Regions from separate parts of the Mus musculus genome. Here region 1 is linked to region 2. Evidence: chromatin contacts called from public ChIA-PET data. All regions are on one chromosome and are shown on one strand. Each heading gives the region's core, a stretch centred on a gene start, on an enhancer-like site or on the middle of the called end of the contact. The rest is flanking DNA. Distances are from core to core; before and after follow the strand shown. Region 1 has its middle 34 kb from the start of Dock9. Region 2 holds the start of Gpr18 (G protein-coupled receptor 18).

The links. ChIA-PET counts read pairs in DNA pulled down with a chosen protein or histone mark.
Region 1: an RNA polymerase II ChIA-PET map of effector CD8 T cells shows a contact between it and region 2, with 10 read pairs. The contact joins the enhancer-like site here to the promoter of Gpr18 in region 2. A contact is called at or near these places in 1 of 39 promoter capture datasets (the 3T3-L1 cell line), 10 of 484 Hi-C or Micro-C datasets (B cells, CD4 T cells, CD8 T cells and 6 more), 2 of 115 datasets of contacts at active chromatin or transcription factors (effector CD8 T cells and embryonic stem cells) and 1 of 9 other capture datasets (liver).

Annotation. Positions count from the first base shown.
Region 1 is chr14:121,730,406-121,734,413 of GRCm38.p6, reverse strand. It overlaps a transcript of Dock9 not described here. Among named protein-coding and RNA genes, the nearest start is that of Dock9, 34 kb to the right of the region's middle. Within about 2 kb of position 2,428, at least 115 of the 459 cell types and tissues checked have an H3K27ac peak or open chromatin away from gene starts, as enhancers often do. A contact at or near this core is called in CD8 T cells, the CH12 cell line, effector CD8 T cells and 1 more, where this site is marked.
Region 2 is chr14:121,913,898-121,917,813 of GRCm38.p6, reverse strand. Gpr18 (G protein-coupled receptor 18) reads left to right here and starts at 1,926. Exons shown (of 2, transcript NM_182806.2): 1 at 1,926-2,137. All of the region lies in intron 4 of Ubac2 (ubiquitin associated domain containing 2), which reads right to left. It overlaps Gm46485 (a long non-coding RNA gene), which reads right to left and starts at 3,840. Exons shown (of 2, transcript XR_001781471.2): 1 at 797-3,840; 2 at 1-699.

The DNA.
Region 1 (4,008 bases), core at 1,179-3,678, 180 kb after region 2:
GTATGTAAATCAGCAAGCAGAGAGCTATATGGTGAAGAGGGGCCTCCCTGTGATCATCAAGAGAAGCAAGTCAAGCGCAGATGTTTGAGTGCAGTCTCCAGCTTTGTAAGGTTGGGGAATGTAAAGTGTCTACAGGAAGGTTCTGTTTATATTTAAACGACGAGGGATCCTCTCCATTTACCCTGGAAAACGAACCTATCTGGTAAGTGTAGAATGATTGAAGTTCAAGTCAGTCTGTCTGTCTGTCTATCTATCTGTGTGGTTGTACATGTGTGTCCTGGAGTACCTGTATATATGTGTGGAGACCAGAGCACAGCCTTTGGATGCTTTTCTTAGGCTCCATCTATGTTATGGTTTGTTTTATGAGAGTGTCTCACACCAGCCTGGAATTTGCAGAGTACCTAAGGCTAGCTGGCAACTCTCAGGAATATGTCTGTCTCTAACTGCCAGCTCTGGAACTACAAGTGCATGCCATTGTATGTGTATTCGTGTGTGTGTGTATGTGTGTGCGTGCACACACGTGCACGCGTGCGTGCATGTGCGTACGAGTGCGGGTGTGCGAGTGTGTTCTGGGTATGACACTGCTTCCGGGTTCCTCTGCTTCCATCTAAGACCTTTCCCTAGTCTTCCCATTTAAATGTTGACTGCCAGTTCTAGCACAATTGATGTGGAAGATTGAGTTGGGATCTCATTCTTGAGTATAGATTTTTCCTCGGGATTTTTGCTTTACAGAGTAATTGGACGTATTAGCTCAGTGCATTGGGAGTTTGTCCTGATTGCTTGTTCTTGCTGGACAAGCGGCAGCCCTGGAGATGCTCACATCCAGGCTGCTGTAGCTGATGTGAGGGTGGCACATAGGTTGTCTGGCAGGAGGCCAGTCCATCTAAACCTTCCACTGCAGGGAAAGCTCGTAAGCTGAAGCAGACATTGCCAGTTCCACTTTCTTCCTCTGAGAAAGTCCCATTCTGCTCAAGGCCAGCACTGTCAAGTTTGACTTCCTTTCTGTAGTTGTGGGAGAAGTAAACACCTCTTGTGTTGCTGTGTGTGATATATTGTGTTTCTGCTGATCATAGCTGAGGGAAAGAGAGGCTGGTCAGTTAGAACCGGATTGCTGCTGCATACCGGGAGTAAGGGCACAAAGGAAGAAAAAAAAAACGACTAGTCTTCAATTTTTCTTGGTGTGTGTGTGTGTGTGTGTGTGTGCACGCTCGCGTGAACACGTGCGTGTGTGTACCTGTGTGTACATGTACTTCTGCTGCACACATGGAGGCTAGAGGAAATCTTTGGTGCCATTCTCAGGAACACTGTACACTTCATTTGAGACAGGTTCTCTCCTTGGCCCAGAGCTCACTGCTAAGGCCAGACTGGCCAGCGAGCCTGTCTCTAACCCCTCAGTGCTAATTACAAGTGCACCTGCCATTTTTATGTGGTTCTTAGGGATTGAACTCAGGTCCTACTTGAAGGGCCTTTGTTGACTGAGCCGTCTCTCCAGACCCTTGAGTTTCTTTCATTATGTATATCATTTATTATCATGTTATTTATATCCCATTATCATACTGGGATAATGCAACTCTTTATTTTGCTCATTGTAAATTTAATATTTTAGTTTTTGTCCCTACTACCTTAAAATTGAAGTTTTTTTCATGGTTAAACTAGTATAGAATTTAGCCTTTCATAGCATCAAGATTTTTCTGAGTACTTAACTTCCTTCAGACTTGGTCCTTTCTAGTTCTTACAAAAACCATTGACTGTGAAGGTCTTTTGACTTGTATGCTAATTAACAGCCATTTGACATTGGATACTGTTCGAAGAGCACAGAATAGATGACACCCTTCTCTTTTGTGTCTGTATATATCTTTGGGATGGGGTGCATTGAACTAGGGGGCAGGCAGAAGGTGTAAATGCAAAATGGTGGTGTGTTAAAGAGCTTGAGGCATTTGGGAAGAGTAAAAGCTGGGCTTTGTTGTAATTGTTCTTCAGTAATACCCTCTGCCTGCCTTGCTGCATCTGGTGGGAGGAGCCTCGTGGCTTTCCGGTGTTGGGGCACCCACCAACGCCTCAGCACTGCCTGCAAGGTTCCAGCGCTCGCTGCAGGACCTTGGCTGTGGATAGTTTGTTTTCCGTGTTCCTTCAGTGCCTTTCCTCATGATGCTCAGTGGATTCAACTCTCTGTTTAGATCACTGCAGTGAGTTGGGCTGATGTTTTCGAGGCGCAGTTGGCTCTCAGTCTGAGTTTCCCCCTGCATCTTAGCTGTGGGTACTCTGCTGTGTAGTTGCAACTGCTTGGCCATGCAGCCTTCATTCAGCAGAGAAAGAGGGGGCAGGACCTGTCTGCTGCAGAGGAGGAAAGGGCGGGACCTGCTTACTACAGAGGAGGAGGGGGCGGGACCTGTTTACTACAGAGGAGGAGGGGCTGGACCTATCAACTACAGAGGAGGAGGGATATGACCTGTCTGCAGAGGAGGAGGGGGCGGGATCTATCAACTGTAGAGGAAGACGGGGAGGGGCTTATTTATTTCAGAAAAAGATGAGGCAGGAACTGTCTGCAGTGGAGGAGGGGCGGGTCCTAACAAACTGCAGAGGAAGAAGGGAGGGGTGGGACTTGTCTGTTGGAGAAGAGGTGGGGATGGGACCTGTCTGCTGCAGAGGAAGAAGGGCAGAACCTGCCTGCTGCAGAGTGGGGAGAGGGCGGGGCCTGTCTACTGCAGAGGAAGACCTGCTCCAAGGCTTCATCAGTATGCACCATTTTACTTAACAGTGAGATTTATTTATTTTAGCACTCATTAAACTATAACAGGCAGAAAACACTGATTGTGGAAATTGAGAGCCTTATGTCCACTGTACAGAGAAAACGATTGGTATAAATATCTCAAGACAAAATATTTCAGGGTATCATCCATATATATAGATCACAGATATGCTCATTAAAAAAAGCATTGATGTTAGTAGGGTCTCAATTGTGTCTTTCTCTGCCCCACCAGATTCATATACCTGTTCTGTGCCTTTGCCACCAGAGCCAGCTCTATCGTGTTGCCCAGGCAAGGTGTAGGGCTCCCTCTCCAGAGTTCTGCAGCTAGAAAGGAGCAGGGCCACCTCTCTGGCTCTTGACCTTGGAGGATGTTCACCCGCCTGCTGCAGGCATTGAGGGGTGAGGTGGGGGGAGAGCTTCTCTTCCCTGCCCCTACCACCCTACAGCAGATGAGAGGCGGGGTCAGCTTCCCACTCTCACACCCTCTGGTCAGCCCACCCACTCCCCTGCAGTCAGGGTCAGCTCTACTGTGTTACCCAGGCAAGGGGTGGGGCCATATCAGCACAGTGCCTCAGGCAGCCATCCAGACCAAGGATATCTGCATGGGCTTTGATCTCAACTGCCATAAGACCTTGGACCTAGATTTACACCCCCCCCCCCCCCGACCCCCACCCCTGCAGCAGCATGGCCCTCAGATATCCCACATAGTCTCTGGTGGCAGCCCAGCCCAGATATCTGCTTGGCTTTTGGTGGTAACTCGGGCCACAGACATTGACACAGATGCCAGCTGCAACAGGACGGCCGACCCATACTTGGGCCTTGGTGGCAGGTACCTGGATGCCTTTCTTCCAGCCACTTCAGGGGCCAGTGGAACCAGGGCTGGCATTTGGGGCCACATCTCATTCTTAATAGTGTTTCATCTTATGTATGCAACATTTTGTGTTTATGTATTCATTTACTCATTCATTCATTCATGTTTTTTGAGACAGGGTTTCTTTGTGTAGCTTGACTGTCCTGGAACTTGCTCTGTAGACCAGGCTGATCTTGAACTCACAGGGATCCTTCTGCCTCTGCCTCCCAAGTGCTGGGAAATTTTTCATTTATTTTTATTTTATGTGCATTGGTTGGTGTCTTGCCTGCATGCATGTCTGTGTGAGGGTTCAGATGGCCTGGAACTGGAGTTACAGTTGTGAGCTGCTGTGTAGGTGCTGAACATGGAACCTGGGTCGTTTGGAAAAGCAGCCAGTGCTCTTAACCTC
Region 2 (3,916 bases), core at 677-3,176:
TCTCTGGAGTATGAGAAAACCCTCTTTGGTAAGAATTCTCTCACATTCCAAAGTACGTGAGAAGACCAAAACTGCAGGCATGGTCACAAAGTCCCTGGTAAGAGTAACAGATTCCTGAAGGCAAGGTGAGGCGTGCAGGAGGGCCACTCCTCCGCCTCCTGCACAGACCTCTCACCACATCTCAGGCAGCTCAGTGTCCTTGCAGTTGGTTCTGGGCTCAGACGACCATCCACCCCACCCCCCTCTTCACATGTTCACTTTCTTAGCTATCGAACAATGTTAAATGCTCCTTAGCTACAACTCATGTCAGCACCCCCAAGCACATGGTGTAGTGGTGGAGCATCAAAGACAGCAAGGTGTGTGCCGGCCACCCAAGCATAAGGCACAGAGCTGGGGCAAGGAACCGTCCAGGCCAGCCCAGCTCTGAGGGAAAATGGCAGCTGTGAGGTGGTTAGAGGGAGGGTCTACAGGTGGGTTCTGCCAAGCTTTTGGGAGGTTCCAAATCTGCCCTGGGCACCTTGCACTAAGAAATGCAAGTTCTCAACTAAGAATGCTACATACGGGGAAGACTCAAGTCTTAATGAGAAGACACCCCAGGCTCCTCATCTGTTGACTGTAGCAGCACAATCAGTACTTCCTGTCAGAAACCTTCTCACAGAACACACTGGGTCCCAGTCAAGAGGTATCCATGTGGCTGACCTGTGTAGCATATGAAAAAACATAACTTCATATAAAACAATTATGATGTAACTTGGCAATGCCAAAGCATGTCTAGAGAAGGTTTCAAGGCAATCACCTCTCACCCACACAGGAACTGCTGCAGTGGTCTCCAGTGGCTCTATAGCACATTATTCTGGAAGGCTCCCACGGCACCCAGTGGTTTGTTAGCACAGCTAACGTCAGTACCTTTTGTAGAATGAAAGTTTAGCACTTCTGGGAAAAGAAGCAAGGTTCTCAAACTACCTCAAGTTCACGCTGTGGCAGCTGTGGTGGCTGACAGCTGGAGTCCAGCTCTCAGGAGGCAGAGACAGGAAGACCAGGGTAAGTTCAAAGCCAACCTGGTCAACACAGCTCCAAAGCAGCCAGTAAGGCCCCGTCTCAAAACAGGACAGACAAGATGACAGGAGCCAGTTTAAATCGCTCACACTATAGACACAGAAGCAGCTAAGCTTAGGCACCATTTAAAGGCTGGCAAATAATGTGTAGCCAATGTAGAGATACTTAGAACTGGACAAGGGCTGGGCTACTTTAAAGAGAAAGTTAAACTCAGAGTAGCTAGACAGCGATGCTCTGGGCTGCCCAATCCTCCCTTCTGTGGGTTTCACTTCCCTTCTCAGCTGAGAACACTGCTACATATAAATTCTTCCAGCTACATGTAAATTCCCCAGTCCTTCCCATGGTTTACATGGATGTTCATGCAAGAAAAAAATTACTGCAAGTCTTCCCTGAGATAGAAAATGGACAAAGTGTAGGAAGTACCTACAGGATCCAGGAACAGATCTGCAGGGCAGGGCAGGGCAGAGCAGAGCAGAGCAGGGCCATGGAGAAGATGACAGGTGACCGAGGTGGCAGGGTGGCAGTTGCTCTCTTTCAGGCAGGACTTTTCTGGAGAGGAGTTCTCAATCCTATCACATGAGTGCTATGCATTTCAACTGGATAGGAACTACACAGGAACAACAAAAGGCTAGACAAAGTCGAGGAGCTTAGAAAGCAGCTAGGCTTTGAACCTTGCTTTGCCCAGTGTCAAATCTCCTGCCTGTAAGTGACACAAACTTCAAACATCAAAACAAGCAGTTAATTCAAGAATATCTGCCTTTCTTCAAGATATGCCATTGTTTCAAGAGCAGCCCGAGATGAGCAGGACTTCATAAACAAATCACTTGTGAAAGAGAAAACCACATCCAGGGTAAAGTCCCACGCTGAGTGTCTCATTTCAGAGCGTTTCCTGAAAACGGCAGAGCAGTGCTCAGAGCTCAGCAGACCAACCCCACTATCGGTACTACATCTCAACAACCCTCCAACAAGACACAGCACAGAGACACCACCTACCTAACACAGGCGACTCTGAGCACTCTCTCTCTGGGACTGGGCAGAGCGGCAAACGGTCACCTCTCAGACAGCCTTTGACAGACAGGAGGTAAGCTGCATTCAATTAATTTCATGGCAAACCATTATCAGAAGTAATGTTGTGTTTACTAAACTCAAAACTTCTGTTCCATCAGATGAAGACCTTGAAACAACTGGTTATTCTTTTCCCAGGATTCAGCGCTCATTTTCAATATTTTTTATTAATAGTTAAGTGTAGAGTTTTAAATGTTTTTATTTTATTTTTGAGATTCCAATATAATTACATCATTTCTTCCCTCTCCTCCCTCCAAACCCTCCCACGTGACCCTCCTTAACCGCTTACAAATTCATGGCCTCCTTCTCTTAATTGTTGTTACACACACACACACACACACACACACACACACCTAAATACATATAACCTGCTTTTCTGTGTAGTGTTACTCACACGTGTTTTCAGAGCTGACCGTTTAGTACTGGATAACCAGTTGGTGGGCTCTTCCTGAGGGAGGCCTATTGCTCCCACTTTTAGCACAGAAGCTGCTAGTAGTTCTTGGTGTAGGACTGAGGCCTCGCTCTCATTCCCCTGTCATTTAACACATTATGTTGATGACATAGTACATCATAACATAATTCAATGTCTTTGTCATATAGTTTCAATTACTGTTTCATGAAATTACTTGGCTTCAATTTAAAAAAAAATAAAAACAAAAAACACAAAACCTACAGATAGTCATGGTACTTAAGTTTTCAAAAGTTAACCTGAAAGACAATCGGTTTTCAACACTCGCTCAAAATCGTGCAGAACATAGTCCGGATGGTAATACAGAGACACAAGCATCGAGCATCGCACTGAGCACAGTGAAAACTGGGGCAGGTGGACTACAGAAAAGCAGCCAGGGAAGGACAGCCTGTAGATACAGGTGTTTTCATGACAACACCAGGGAGAATGGTGATAGAGGAAAGACCAGGACTTCATTATACCTCAGAGGCTTCTTTAAAGACCACAGTGTTTAAGCCTCTAAGTCTCCTTTGCTTAATACTAAAGATTTAACCTTACTATGCAGTAATTTTCTTATTTGCGTAGAAACTAGTATTCTAGTTATATACATTTTGGGGGTGCTATGTAGAGCAAACTAGTTTCAAACAGAGATTCCCCCTCCCTCTGCCTCAGAAGTGCTAGAGTTAAAAGCATGTTGCTACCATTCTCAGCCTTATTTGGAAATTTTAATACAGGTTTTTAGATATATAGGATTTTATTCCAAAATCACATTTAAGCCAATTATGTGGCAAACAACAATGGGACCAAAGGAGAAAGCACACAGTACCTGGTCCTGTCTACCCAACTGTTCAAACTAACTCTCATCAGCCAGCCACAGGCTGTTAATCCTCCCTATTGTTTCACTAAAGAAAGATTCAGAGCTGAATTAAACATCAGCACGCTGCAAAGTGACTTTCTTAAGGAAAATTCCTTATCCACCCTCCTATTTCAGAGAGATGCCCCCCAGGCTGCACTCTACATATGAAGTATCTTTACAGCCTCTACTGGCTAATGCACCCTGGGGAAGGGAATGTCACACTGAGAGCACCATATTTATAAGCACTATTAGAATTCTTTGCTTTAGCTGGGCGGTGGTGGCGCACGCCTTTAATCCCAGCATGCCTTTAATCCCAGCACGCCTTTAATCCCAGCACTCGGGAGGCAGGAGGATTTCTGAGCTCGAGGCCAGCCTGGTCTACAAAGTGAGTTCCAGAACAGCCAGGGCTACATAGAGAAACCCTGTCTCGAAAAACCAAAAAAAAAAAAAAAAAAAAAAAAAAAAAAATCCTTTGCTTTTTAAATATGCAG